Linked DNA regions of Mus musculus: region 2 is linked to region 1. The links are chromatin contacts, called in public HiChIP or PLAC-seq maps. All regions are on one chromosome and are shown on one strand. The core of a region is the stretch at or near the end of the contact, and the rest is flanking DNA. Distances in the headings are between cores, read along the strand shown. Region 1 has its middle 27 kb from the start of Gm33973. Region 2 overlaps Dusp10 (dual specificity phosphatase 10).

What was found. HiChIP or PLAC-seq counts read pairs in DNA pulled down with a chosen protein or histone mark.
Region 2: an H3K27ac HiChIP or PLAC-seq map of VIP interneurons shows a contact between it and region 1, with 4 times the contacts expected there. The contact joins two enhancer-like sites. A contact is called at or near these places in 3 of 115 datasets of contacts at active chromatin or transcription factors (VIP interneurons, astrocytes and embryonic stem cells) and 2 of 9 other capture datasets (embryonic tail and embryonic trunk).

The regions. Positions count from the first base shown.
Region 1 is chr1:183,577,234-183,584,447 of GRCm38.p6, forward strand. No RefSeq gene overlaps it. Among named protein-coding and RNA genes, the nearest start is that of Gm33973, 27 kb to the left of the region's middle. Within about 2 kb of position 4,133, at least 1 of the 459 cell types and tissues checked has an H3K27ac peak or open chromatin away from gene starts, as enhancers often do. A contact at or near this core is called in VIP interneurons, where this site is marked.
Region 2 is chr1:184,051,930-184,059,143 of GRCm38.p6, forward strand. The region is part of intron 2 of Dusp10 (dual specificity phosphatase 10); the gene reads left to right. Among named protein-coding and RNA genes, the nearest start is that of Dusp10, 21 kb to the left of the region's middle. Within about 2 kb of position 2,717, at least 17 of the 459 cell types and tissues checked have an H3K27ac peak or open chromatin away from gene starts, as enhancers often do. A contact at or near this core is called in VIP interneurons, where this site is marked.

The sequences.
Region 1 (7,214 bases), core at 2,883-5,382:
ACTTCCCTGCTTTCAAAGACTGCAAAATCTTGCATGGAAGTGATGCTTCTCTGCGTTGACAAATTAGTACTTGAAAGTGATAAGCCTATTTTTGGGTAGGGGGTGTAGGGAATTGCCACTCCCCCCTTGCCTGAATCTTAGGGGGATGAAACTCATCCATGCAATGCGTGCCAAGGGGAGATGAGGTTCTGATTTACTACTCTGGGAAAGCAGCCCATAACCCCGATAAACATTGCTTCTGCTGAATTGTGTTGGGGACAGTGACATAGGTCTGAGCTCACAGAGGGGACGCTGTTTCTACCCTGTCAAGCTTGGACCAATAGAAATGATTCTCAATGCATTTACTAACAAGCCTAGAGAATAAGGGTCATGGGAGGTGGACAATACCCATGGGCGCCATGTTTTACAAAGACAGAAGGAAAAGCTGCCAATGACCACAGGGAAATGAATAACAGCACAACAGTTGATCAACTGAACATTCTTCCTAGTAAGACATAAGCCATTGGATGTCCATCTTCAGTTTATTGGAGAAAATCTCTGTCTCCAGGGCACTGATCTTTCTAGACAAAGTGTACAGTTGTGATAGCCTTTTTTTTTCACATGGGGAAAGAATTACTGAGTAGAAATCTCTTTGAAATATAGTAGGTTGGCAAGGTATATCTCCTTTGTCAAAAATGTGCTATTGAGATGGCTTGGAGGAGAAAAGAGATATCTCTGTTAGCCCAGGAGTGGAGCAGTCTGGGAGATCTCCCAGGTGGGTGAGGCCAAACAGGGAAGGCCGCAAGTCATGAAGAGGCATTAAGGGAGGTGCTATTGATGGAGGAGTTCAGAGCCAAAAGCCATGGCGACCAAGCATTTGGATTTGATAATCCACCCTCACCCTACATCGTGTGGAGAGGGTCCTGGGAAGAGGCTATTTTTGAGAATGGCTTAAGTGATGCTTACAGGACGTCTGGGCTCCTCTCATCCAGAAGATGGAGGGAACCTGGACCAGGGAGGGGAACTTCTTGAGCAAATACCACCACATTATTGTGCACCTCCTTTTAGGACGTTTACAGTGAGACAATGAGGGAAGCTTTGTGCTACACAGCTTTCAGCACAGTCCGTTTACTCTGGGAGCCTTTTATCTGTCACTCACAGTTGGGGGTTATGCCAGCTCTGCTAGGACAGCTCTAGAGATCTGATGACATGGGCAGATACCACTGTTCCATCTGTCCTTTCACAGATGCTAATCCTGAAACCTCCCTGTCTGTAATTTCTAAACCATGGTCCTAGAATAATAATTGGTTTCCATTCTACTGTTCCTCTCCAAGTCCTTTACCACCCCTTTAGACACTTGCATCTTGGATCCACAGCCTGTTTTGTGCATCACAATTCTTGCTGGTGTCACCCAGTCTCTTTGTCTTTTCCAGTTGAGAATCTTGAATTCTAGCAATGAACGGATTCTACTTGTCCTTCTGACACCTGCCCTTTACTCCATGCCAGCTGAATCCCATGGGTATACCTATGTGACCCATCTAAAGTGACCCTGTTCCTATAGCCCTTACTGACAACACCACCTTGGCTACATCTCCACCTGTCCTGTGCAAATGCCTATACAGATGAATGCAACCAGGGAAAATCACACTCTTGATGCCTGGTTTGACTTTATATTCATGACTATGTACTCGAAATGAGAACTTAATGTTGCCCAGGGTCATTATCTTGGTCCATTTCCCTTATTCATCCACTCTCTTACATTCCTGGGTAGTTGTTTCAGCATTTCAAATCTCACAGCTCTACCTCAGCCCCATTCTCACCTGCTGACCTTGAATCCAGTGTTACTAAGAAGTCAAAGAAGTCAGAAGAGAATGCTGGAGCCCTTCCCCTCCATGTTCCATGAGCTTGTCAGCGGTGGGACTCTGGCTTTTGCATCTTCCCAGTGTTGTATGCTCCCACCTGACGCTCACTAACTCCTGTTTCTGCTTGCAGGCTGAGGGCGGTACTTCTCCAGTTCCCTTTTCAACATTTTCTTTCCTCCTTCCTCTGTTGGACCCAAGCACAATACTACTTCTCTCATCACAGGTGTGGAGAATAAATGTCTTTGGGATGCTCAGCCCCAAATGGGTCACTATATCACACTCTCTCTGAAAGGCTCAGAGACCATCATGGTGGAGGAAAGGGTCAGATTGTAAGAGCCAGAGGCTCAGGGTGACCAAGGCAAAATAATTTTCTTCTGGACCTGATAGTGCCGCTGTTCTCATGATCTCACAAAATCTGCACATGATCAGGCCAATCATCACTGAAGCATGGCGGGGGGGGGGGGCTTACCAGTCCCAGTCAATATTGATACTTACCAATTATAGTGGCTTCTGGGAAGGGAGAGTCAGTTGTCTTCTGTTGGATCACTTCCTCTTGCCCTGTAGATCTCCTTTGCAACCTGTCACCCGAAATGCCCCTTTAGAGACACAGTTCAGGCTGCTGCAGGCCTGCCATCCTAGCTGTTAGGGAGCTTGAGGCCTATCTGGGCTGCAGAGTGAGTTCGAGGCCAGCCTGGGTAACTTAGAAAAGCAACAAGGGGGCTGGTGTGGAGTACAGCATCCGCATTGCTGACTCCTGCTGCAAACTCCTGCTGCGGTGGCTTTTCATTTGTTTTCAGAGTTAGAGGTCTGCCCTGTCCCCACTGTCTATTCATACCCTCATGGGAGATGTTCTGGGCTTCATGCCTTCCATCTTTCCCTTTGCTTAGTCTGCCCACTAGTCTCTCTCTCATCCTTAAGTGTGCTGAGCCTGCATCCTACTTGGGGGGCTTTGTGCTGCTGGATATCTCTCTCCTTCCAGGAGGCCACCTTGTTCAGCATCTCCACCTGGATCCCCCTCTGAGGACTTTTTTTTCTTTTTCTCTTTTTCCTACTTAATTACACCTATAGAAGTTTCAGGATTTTTGTTTTTTTGTTTTTTTTTTAAATCACAGTTCAATTAATTTATTTTAGTTGTTGTCTTCCCCATTGACATTAATCTCAACAATAGTTTAGATGGTTAATATTAAAATATATATAGTGATTATTTGATATATACAATAACTATATATTATATAATCACCATATATAATATATTCATGTGTGTGTGTGTGTGTGTGTGTGTGTGTGTGTGTGTAAGCATGCATGTAGCAATCAGAGGACAAGTTACAAGTGTTGGTTCTCTCCTCCCACACCATGTGACTCTCCCTGGGATTGAATTTAGCCCTCAGTCTTGGTTGCAAGCACCTTCACCCTCTGAGTTAGCTTGCTGGCCTTTGCATTCGGAATATTTAGCAATTAAAACTTAAATAATCAGAATGGACATTTGTTGTATGACTCCTAGAAATTGGCTGTCTAGTAATTTCTTCACGTATCAATACTATTTGTGTTCGACACATGCAAGGTTCTATGCATGTAGCTCTACCTGTTTCCATTGTGTTGATGCTTGCGAATCAACCTTGGCATCACTCTCCAGCAGCATTCACAGTAATTGGTGATTGTTTTGAGGTTAAAGACCTTGTTAGGCGGACTCCGTTTCTTCTGGGCAAATGCATCTTACAGGCTATTTCTCTTTTCTTAATTTGTTACTACTATAGGCCATTGAACCAGAAAGACATTTACAGTTATTTTAAATTTTGGGAAATTAACTTTAAATATGGCAGATGAGCCTGCTGGTTTATACCTTCATCGCAGCTTTTAGGCAGAGGCAGGAGGATCAGGAGCCCAGAGTTATCTTTGTGTACACAAAGAGCTTGAAGATACACTGGAGCACATGAGATCCTGTCCTCATGTTTTTGTGTGTATGTGTGTGAAGTCTGTGCATGTGTTTGAGTGTGCACATCTACAAATGCATGGATGCCAGAGGAGATCCAAGTGTCATCCTCCATCACTCTCAGCCCTTGGAGACAGGTATCTTACTTTAGTGGAGCTAGGATGGCAGCCAGCAAGACGCAGTGATCTTGTCTTTCCCCACAGCTCTGGGATACAGGGATGTGAGGCCACACCTAGGTTTTAACATGGGTGCTGGGGATTCAAACTCAGGTCCTCACGCTTGTTCAGCAAGCTCTCTAAGCTGTAGAGTCATCTCCCCAGCTGCAAGAATCCCTTTTGAATGTTTACTCCGGGACACGAATTATATGCCAAGCTAACAAAATGGAACAGGCCAGGGTAGTGAACGAGATGGGCAGCTGCTGTCCCGGGGTCTAGTGGGGAAACAGCTCTTTACCCAGCTTCATCTCAGTTTGACAAACTCTGTTTTCATAGGCTATCTATCTGCTGCTTCCTTCCTTCTCCACCTGCTTTTTATTTTGAATAAAAACCAGTTATGGTTTCAGTAGTTGCCTCCTCTGCCATCAAAGAGACAAATCGATCAGAAAGATGAATGCAGAACACATTGTCTTCATTCCATCTGTGTTACCCAGTGGGATGATAGGGACACATTGCTGAACACTGTCCTCAAATGTCAGATCTGTTCCACCCAATTTCCTTCATGTGAGATGTTCATCAGATAATTGAGGCCTCTGCCAGGCTTGGAATCTCTTTGGCTCATTATCTAGAATCACTTCAATTCCCTTTCCCAAGAGAAACCAGACTTTTATTGTTTAAAACAAATCCAGCTCACAAAATAACCCCACGGAAGACCTGAACTCGTTGAAGAGGCACATCAGATGTTCATGCAGTTTTCTGGGTGGTAACTGAATCTCCTTCAACGATGCTGCGGCTGTAGAGTGGACAGGGCAGAAGCAGGTGGCTTAGGTTTACTTTGAAATGTGCTGGTGGAGAGAAAGAAGAGACTTAGACCTTTGTCCTGTAGATCATGCCAAACTCACACAAAGGAGGAGCACTGGACATTTAGCCTGAGCTCTGCAAAGTACAGAGGAGACCCATTCTAGCCTGTGACCTCTGGTACTTGAGCAGTATTTGATGGAGCAATAGCATGAGCTTGTCCAGAGCTTTGGACAATGGTCCACCTCTTGTGCACCTGCCAGCCTCCCCATCACATTTCTTCTGGCTCCTTCTACATAAGCTGCATCCTAGGATTGGCTCCCTGGCTCTTTCCTTCTCCCTCCCTTGCTTTCTCCCTCTCCCTCTGCTTCTCTCTGTCTTCTATCTCTCTGCCTGTATCTCCCTCCTCTCTTGACTCCATTCCCTAGTTCTTCTCTGTCTCCTGACTCTCTATTTTCCACACACTCTCTCTTGGTTTTTCTTTTTTCTTTGGAACTCTGTAAGGAATAGAAACACTAGTCATGTTACTTAACCAGGAAGGCTACTCTCACCTTCCACTTATCAGTCACAAGTTTCTGGAGCTAGGAGAGTGTGAAGATGTCTTTTCTTCCATCTTCCTGCCTTTAGGTGGTACCTTGACCAGATCATCATAGGTGAGGGCCTAACAGCCTTATCTATAAGCACACATGAGGTTGTCACAATATTGATTTATTGGAAAACAAATCCTGTCACCTAACTGCAAACTTTCACAGTTGTGCTATGAGTCTATCCCTGTGAATTTTGTCTCTACTGTTAAAATTATCCTTAATGTATACACAAAAGATACTTTATGGCAGTAGTCTTCAACCAGGGGAGGTGTTGTCTTCTGGAGACATTCAGCCATGACTGCAAAGGACAATGGTGAGGATACCACTGGCATTGAGTGTCCAAGCTTTGGAGCTCATCCATAGCTATCCTGAGATACATACAGTGCATGGGCAGTGCGATGGGTGTGCCTGAGAGAGAGAAAAGGCTGATAGCACAGCTAAATATCCCCCAATGCCCAAGAGCATCCCCCAGAGAAGAACGTCAGGACTCAAACTGTCAGTGGTGCTGATGTTGAGAGAAACTCTGCTCTTCAGTAAAGAAAGCTTTAGTTTTTTTTCCCCCTTAGAGATGAAGAAGAAACAAAGGCCGTCCTTAATATAACTCTGATTACTTAGTGGCCGTGTTGTAAACTTGCTGAACACAGCTTCTTTTGTAGGCCCTTTGGTTTCCACTCCTCTCACTGTGAACACCTCTAATGTCACCTCTATTCCCTGTCTACGACAAGGGCTGGCTAGTGGATGTTCAATTAATGACAATATGGTTGTATGAACAATTTACTTACTCATTTGCTAAAGAAAATCAATTTTAAAAGCCTTTGAATATATCAACAGCTGCAGCTATGCCGCTGAGTTCTGTGGTTGCTTCTCTTGGTCGGGGATGATGATAACTGAAGAAATCCAGCTTTCTCGTGCTCCAAGTCGGGTGTCCTGATTGCCCCAAGTGGGGCTTTTTCTCACCAACCTTGACTTTCTGTGAAAATTAGCACACCAGGATCAGACAGGAGGAATGCATCCCTAAAGTTTCCTGATTGACAGTTCAGAGTCCCTTTCTTTCTTCATAAAAATAAGGTGCTCTGAAGAAGCAAGTGGCTCTCAAAGTGTCCCCAATGTGTTAGCTTTCCCATGTGCCATGAGTGGAGTCCACTGTGCTCTGAGGTATGGCATGGCCAGTGACCTCTGCATTCCTCCCAGGGCTTCTGAATGGAATGGCATCTTGTATACTGCACCAAGGAAGCAGCTTGCTGTTCTCACATTAGCGAGATGTCTTTGTGAGATATTTGGGAGGAAGCCATTAGAATCAGCACTAAGCAGATTCATCAATAGCACCAGTGTGGAATTATAACTCCCCGCGTCTGTTGACAAACTTAACTCTGTTTGGAAGTGAATGGGTGTGTGCACACATGATGGGATGATGCTACACATGTGTTACACACCACAGCTTGGCTCTTTAAATCCCAAGCACATTTTACAGATGTCCATTCACTTCGTCTTATGAGAGTCTTGTCTTTTCCCACTAAGAGATTATTTTGTTGAACCTCAAAGCATGTTTCAGCAACATTAAAAACAAACAAACAAACAAACAAACAACAAAACCCTGGCTCCTCCCCATCCCCACCAAAGCAAGAGGTTTTGCGTGGCTGTTTATGTGGGAAGTGAAGGTCTTCACCTGGACAGTAGAGGCATGGAGCAAGTTCTTTCTCAAACCCTAGCTTTGGTTTCCTTTGTGGACAAAGCCAGAGGTGAGCAGAGAACACAGAGAAGTAATCCCAGCCAGTGATGGGGATAGCCCTCAGGGAGTCATCCCAAGCAGTGATGGGGATAGCCCTCAGGGAGTCATCCCAGGCAGTGATGGGGATATCTCTCAGGGAGTCATCCCAGGCAGTGATGGGGATAGCCCTCAGGG
Region 2 (7,214 bases), core at 1,467-3,966, 470 kb after region 1:
GCTGGTCATCTATCAGAAGGGCCAGCCCTGTGACTGGCCCGGAAGCTTGGAATGTAGCCAGCCTCCGCAGAAGAGGCAAGCTGGACTGAGGATTAAGTTCAGACACGGGGCTGATGATGAATCAAGTCCAGTTGCACCTAGTGAAACATGATCCTGAAGAACACAGAAGCCTGGCCCTCGAAGCTCAGGCAGGCATCCTCCTTGCACACAGGGACATGCCAGCAGGGTAAATAGAGTGTCTTCATTTCACACGACTGAACAGAGAAGTGCACGGTGTGGAATACTAGGGCCTACGTTGTGCAGCTTTCATTTTGCTGGCCCTGGCTTGCATCCTTTATAGTGAAGCCATTAATTAGCACAAACAAAAGTGCTTTCCTGAGTTCAGCGAATCATCCTAGTGGATTCTTGAACCCCGGGTATTATGGGGAAGCAAAGAACTAGTGACAATTTAGTCAGAGGTGTCAGAGGCCTGAGAGACACCACACTTACAACTGGCAGTGAGGCCAACGCTGTTGGGGATTGTGGTGGCTTTCTGTAAGAGTCAATCTTGGAGTCGCTGTCAGAGCTGTGTCAGAGCTGCATTGCAGTATTCTGAGATGAAAGCACCCAGTGTCTGCTTGAAGGCCCTGGTGGTGAGAGAACACCGTAGCACTTGGTAAGATAGCAAGACTTGTTTCCCTAACCCCATTTCCTTGGAGACAAGAGGCAGCCTTCACTCTAGTCTTACAAAATGATGTGGTCTTGGGAAGACTGCTTTAGACTGCAAGGCTTCCAGGTCAGCAGGAAGACCTGTGATATTTCTAGGCCCAAGACCTTCCCACCTTTGGAGGCCCCCTCTATTTCAACTCCTAGGTGTCACCTGAGGGGTGTGGTGGCCCAGCATGCTGGCCTCTTTCTTACAAGAAATTCTTGAATATTGATGTTGAGATTTTGTTCCAGTAAGGAAAGCACTGTGTGGGAAAACCCTAAGTAAGGGATTTGCATTACTTGGTCATTTGCATTGTTAGGATTCATACTTGTGGCGTGTCTCACTTTGTTTCAAAAATATGGTGTCATATCCAACAGCGCCTTTTCTGTGGACACCCCTGTTTGGATATTTTAGCCATGGTCTTGTATGGTTATTTTTGGTCTATTTTGTTTTGCTTTCTCCTTCCTGGCTTAAAATAGACAAGGTCCCCCCACCCCCACCCCCACCTCCAAGGCCATTAGTTTTTAGCTTTGCTCAGACTAGTCCAGTCCAGCAAAGCCTTCTTAGGTCACCAAGCTCCTAGAAAGTTTGACTCCTCAAGGCACGTGATAGGGCCACCCTGGAAAATGGGTTTCTAAGAAAAGAAAACTGTCATTACTTGGTGGGAGGGGTTCTACAAGAAACGGGAATGAAGCAAAGAGTATGAAGAGTTGTGAAATCTCCTGAAATCTGTTTAACCTGGTCTGGCCCTGGGCTCTCTGCACTCTGTCACCAACGCAGGCTTGCTTATTAGAAGTTTAATGGTGGCGATAGTCCAGCCAAATAACTGACAGTAGCTTTCACTGAGGGTGTCAAGCAGCTCCCTGCCCCCTCAGTAAGGGTGAGGATGGAATGTCAGCCTCAGTTTCTAAAAGAGATAGAACAGATGCTTAGAACTGACTGCCCTAGAGTTGGGTGCTCCCTTCCCCTGAGGTACTTCCAAATGTTTGCCTGTGGACTACAGGGTTCAGAGTACACCTTTCAAGACATAAGTATGTGCTACAGCCCTGTGAGAGAGCGAAGGATGTAAGAATCCCCTTCAGGAGAGAGGAAACTCTCGCCATTTAAGTCAAAACTATTAGGGGATAATCCCGGTGTCTTATTTACTTTTATTTTTGTGTGTATGTGTGTGTCTATATATGTCCACTTGTACATGCCTGCTCTTGGCTGTGTGTGTGTGTGTGTGTGTGTGTGTGTGTGTGTGTTCCTGTGCTTACCTGGTATATATCCAGCGAGCCCCTTGGATTCTCCTGTTTCTGCCTCCCAAGGATGGCTGGATTCTTCTGTGGGCATTGGATCTGAACTCACACTCTCATACTTACCCACTGAGTAAGCATTTTACCCATTGAGCTGTCTCTCCACTTCTTTGATAATGTGAGTTTAAGTGACCTGAAATGTAAATAACTAGCCTGCCAGTTCAGAGTTAATAAGACAAATAAGAGGGACTCGAGAATGCCTGATTGTAGAGCTGGTATTGTGGGAGAAACAGAGCCACTGGGTCAGTGAAGACCCTGTCCAAAGTATCTGTGATTGTTGATCCTATTTAGATGGAAGGGCTGCTGCCAGGTCTAAGGGCCAAACCAGACCTTTCTTAGGCATATGCCTGGGACAGAGCTCTCTATCCCACTGTGAGCACTTCTTGAATGCATGCTGACCTGAATTCAGGCAGGGCCTGTTTCCAGACCTCTCTCCGCCTGGGTGTCCCTCTTGACCATTTTTCCTCACAACTCTTTTTCATTCACTTCTGTCAACATTGCTCATAAGGGAAGTACAGAGATGGGAGCATGTGAGAGGAGGGACAGGCTAGAGGCCGCCAAATGTGACAGATCTTATTCTCAACCTCACCTATGGGCCTATTTGTCACATGTAAGGTCCAGCAACTGTTCTTTGCCTCTTCCTCAGCCTGGTACCAGCAGAGTTCATCTTCCCTGCACCAGCTTCCATGAGCTGTGACCCGTGGTGTCATCCAGGCGAGTCTCCCAGTGTTCTCAGAACATTCTGGCATTGATACTTCGCTACAGTTTTTTCTAATGTTTCCTCGTCCTCATCCCTTCTTTTTCTCTCCAATTAGATTTATCTTTGGGGACTATTTTTAATCTCCCAAATCCCTACCATAATGCGGAACAACACATAATTAATGGCTCTTTCTGGCTCATTCTGATGTTCATCTCATCTAAAAATATTTAACGAGCACTTGCTATTCAGAGCAGACGGTACAGCCTGAATGAATACAATTTCTCTGAATAACTCATTTAGTAGTGGTTCATTTAATTATTGTATCAACTCTGCTGCCCATTGATGCTCTACTTTACCCAGAAGTAAACTAGGATCTAAAGATGCCAAACAACCTTCCGGAGCCTGTACCGCAGAGGCGCAGGGCAGCCTGCCACCATTTCCCTGAGCAGACATGCCTTGCCACCTAATAGCACCTTTGCTTTCCTGGGCTCCACTTTTTTTTTTTTTTAATATTTTTTATTAGGTGTTTTCCTCATTTACATTTCCAATGCTATCCCCAAAATCCCCCATACCCTCCCCCCCCTCCCTTAACCACCCACTCCCACTTTTTGACCCTGGCGTTCCCCTGTCCTGGGGCATATAAAGTTTGCAAGTCCAATGGGCCTCTCTTTCCAGTGATGGCCGACTAGGCCATCTTTTGATACATATGCAGCTAGAGTCAAGAGCTCTGGGGTACTGGGTAGTTCATAATGTTGTTCCACCTATAGGGTTGCAGATCCCTTTAGCTCCTTGGGTACTTTCTCTAGCTCCATTGGGGGCCCTGTGATCCATCCAATAGCTGACTGTGAGCATCCACTTCTGTGTTTGCTAGGCCCCGGCATAGTCTCACAAGAGTCAGCTATATCTAGGTCCTTTCAGCAAAATCTTGCTAGTGTATGCAATGGTGTCAGCGTTTGGAAGCTGATTATGGAATGGATCCCTGGATATGGTCCATCCTTTTGTCACAGCTCCATACTTTGTCTCTGTAACTCCTTCCATGGGTGTTTTGTTCCCATTTCTAAGGAGGGGCAAAGTGGTCTTCGTTCTTCTTGAGTTTCATGCGTTTAGCAAATTGTATCTTATATCTTGGGTATCCTAAGTTTCTGGGCTAATATCCACTTATCAGTGAGTACATATTGTGTGAGTTCCTTTGTGATTGGGTTACCTCACTCAGGATGATGCCCTCCAGGTCCATCCATTTGGCTAGGAATTTCATAAATTCATTCTTTTTAATAGCTGAGTAGTACTCCATTGTGTAAATGTACCACATCTTCTGTATCCATTCCTCTGTTGAGGGGCATCTGGGTTCTTTCCAGCTTCTGGCTATTATAAATAAGGCTGCTATGAACATAGTGGAGCATGTGTCCTTCTTACTGGTTGGAACATCTTCTGGATATATGCCCAGAAGAGGTATTGCGGGATCCTCTGGTAGTACTATGTCCAATTTTCTGAGGAACCGTCAGACTGATTTCCAGAGTGGTTGTACAAGCTTGCAATCCCACCAACAATGGAGGAGTGTTCCTCTTTTTCCACATCCTCTGGACTCCATTTTTTAGCAATAATAAAAAACTAAGGATGACATTGATGATTTCGGATAGTGGCAGATGTTCTGATATGTGGTCAAGGAGTTAGCTGAGAGAATACTCATAATATCAGGAAGAGCCCTTCTGGGAGACCACAGTCACTGAGCCCTGCGTGCTGTCTGCTCTGCAATGGTTAGGATAGGATGGAATGTGGCCCTCAAGTGTCTATGTTTTGGAAACGATGTTTTCCCGACATGGTGATACTGCAAAGTTTGATACCTCATAGGAGGTCAACTTGTCACTGTCCCTGGTAGAGCATGAGACTGGTTTTGTGGAAACCTGACAGCAGAGTTGTTATTTAAAAAAAAAATGATGAGAAAAGAAGTGGGTAGTCCAGCCCAGCTGTTACCCTGGTTTTCTGTCCCCCCTATTTCCCATCCCAGCTGTGATGCCACCTGTCATGATGTGACACAGCCAAGGTGACCTTCACCAAAGTTAGCACCATACTGTAAGAGCTTTAGTCTCTGAAACTAGGAAGTAAACAAATCTGTCTTTGTATCCCGCCTCAATTACTTTGTAATGGGAACGGAAACAGATTCCTGCACCCTCCCCATATAGAATAATCCTGTGGAGGTTTCTTCTACTCCTTGAATAGTTCCTCAGCTGACAGCAGCAGCATGTCCTAACATTTCACTTGGAAATCATGTAAGATTCTCCCAGGCCAAAGGCTCAAATGCAGCAGAACTCCCAACTCCTGGTACTGGTTGCAAGTCCCAGGGTGTCACTGCACTTCTGACCAACTAGCTGGCAATAAAAGTTCTAGAACTCATTCTCTAGATTTGATTAATTTGCCATGACAGCTCACAGAAATTGGAGAAACATTTAGTGAATTTGCTTAATATAAAGGATATTATAAAGCGTGCACATGAACAGGCAGACAGCAGAGCCATGTAAGACGATGTGCAGGTCTTGTGTCATATGTAGGCATGCTATCCCTCCAGTCACTTCCACATGGCCCAGCCATCTGGAAACTCACCAAACCTTGTTCTTTTGAGTTTCTATGGTGTTTTCATTAAGTCTGAATGATTGATGACATTTTTGGCCATAGGTGAGCAATTCACTTTCATCTTCTCTAGATCAAGATTGAGGGCTAGAGCCGAAATTCCCTAGCCTCTAACCCTGCTTTCTACTTTCTGGTATCACTTCCATCTGGAAGGTGTTAAGGGCTCCCAGACTGCCACTCACCTTGTTGGCATACAAACAGTCACTCTTATCTCTTTGGAGATTGCCAGGGTCATCTGGGTGTGCGTTGCTTAGTATCACAGTATCACACTGAGGGAATGACTTGAAAGAGTGGTTAAACACAGAGAGCCTTGGAATAGATCATTGATGTCTCACACCTTACCAACGGACTGTTCTTGCTGTGACTCACCTCTGTCTGCTTTGTGTTGTAGTAGGGCTTTGTTGAGCTTAAGGAGTGCTCGAGGGGTGGGGTCAGGAGGGAAGAATGAAAGAATTAACCAATGAGCTTGCATCCAAGAGGTTGGCAATAAATGTCATAAGCAAGAAGCCGAGTCCCTTTAGTGTGGAAAGAAGAGCTACTCTGTGATTCCCTGCCCTCAGGAGGTCTTCCCCCCGCTGTACCATGTTGGATATGGCCTTCAGGGAATGTGCCTAGGAAGTCCGACGGTGCCAGAGGTGGAGTGCAAACAGGGTCAGGTTTCTGTTCTTCCCTCCTGGGCTGCAGGGATGGTTACTGGGATGGTTCTCCAGTAACCTTGAGCTTATGTTTATAATCTATGATCCCACTCCAGACCAGCAGGCTGTATTGGTTGGACCATAATGTGGTCTACCAGATGGGGACACCTCAGCTTTTGACCCGTTACTATATCCTGGCACTACAACAACCACCTCCAGAGGTTTCCAGACCCTTTCTCCTATCTCTTCGTGGGAATGGAGACCATGCCTGGTTTCAGTTTGACCTTGCAGAGCTCAGCCATTGCGGGTGATTTGACTTTGGCATGTGGCTGCAGAGGCAGCTCCTGCCTTCCCTTCCAGGCAGTTGATGGTTAATATACTTATCGTTGCTAACTATTCTTGCCAAATATAGACTTATAGCTCTGACTTACAGAAGTCAGAAGTAGAAGCTGTTGCGATATATTTTTTGCGGACTGAAAACATTGGCTAAAGAAAGCATTCCAAATTGTGATAGGAGCAGTGGCGCTTCTCCCATCTCGCTTCCTGAATTCCCCAGGCCAAAGCCCTTTGACCTGCAGATCATTACAAAATCCATGGCTGTAAACGCTGTTGTTTGAGTGTGGGGTTTCCTTCAAAACAAGTTGAGTGGCTTACGGATTTGACTGGCCAGTTCTGTTCATCACCATTAGGCATGGGTCCCAACCCCAGTCTCCATTGTAACCCTCGTCTTTTCCTCCCCTCTCCTGACCATAGATGACTTTTTTGTTTGTTTGTTTGTTTTTTTGTTTTTTTTTTTTTTGTTTTTGAGACAGGGTTTTTCTGTATAGCCCTGGCTGTCCTGGAACTCACTTTGTAGACCAGACTGGCCTCGAACTCAGAAATCCGACTGCCTCTGCCTTCCAAGTGCTGGGATTAAAGGTGTCACCACCGCCCGGCCCATAGATGACTTCTGATGACTTTCTCTGAATATAATTTCCAGTGGGAATGCTTCATGGTAGAAGAATGTAGTCTTTTGAAGCTTGCCCTTGATGTTTCTAGAGATTTATTGGATTTTACTTAAATCCCATTGGGAAACATATTTTCGCTGTGAAGTTGTGATGTGTTTAATTTGGGGTATAAGATAAATATGGTCCTGGGGTGGAGGGATACATGGATAGTGAAGTAAGTTTTTCTTTTGTGCCATGCGCTGGTTTAATGAGTAGCTTTATCTGTTTGCTTAGCTATGTTTGATTATTTAGGCTTCTTCTGCCTGAAAAGTAAAGAATATTTGC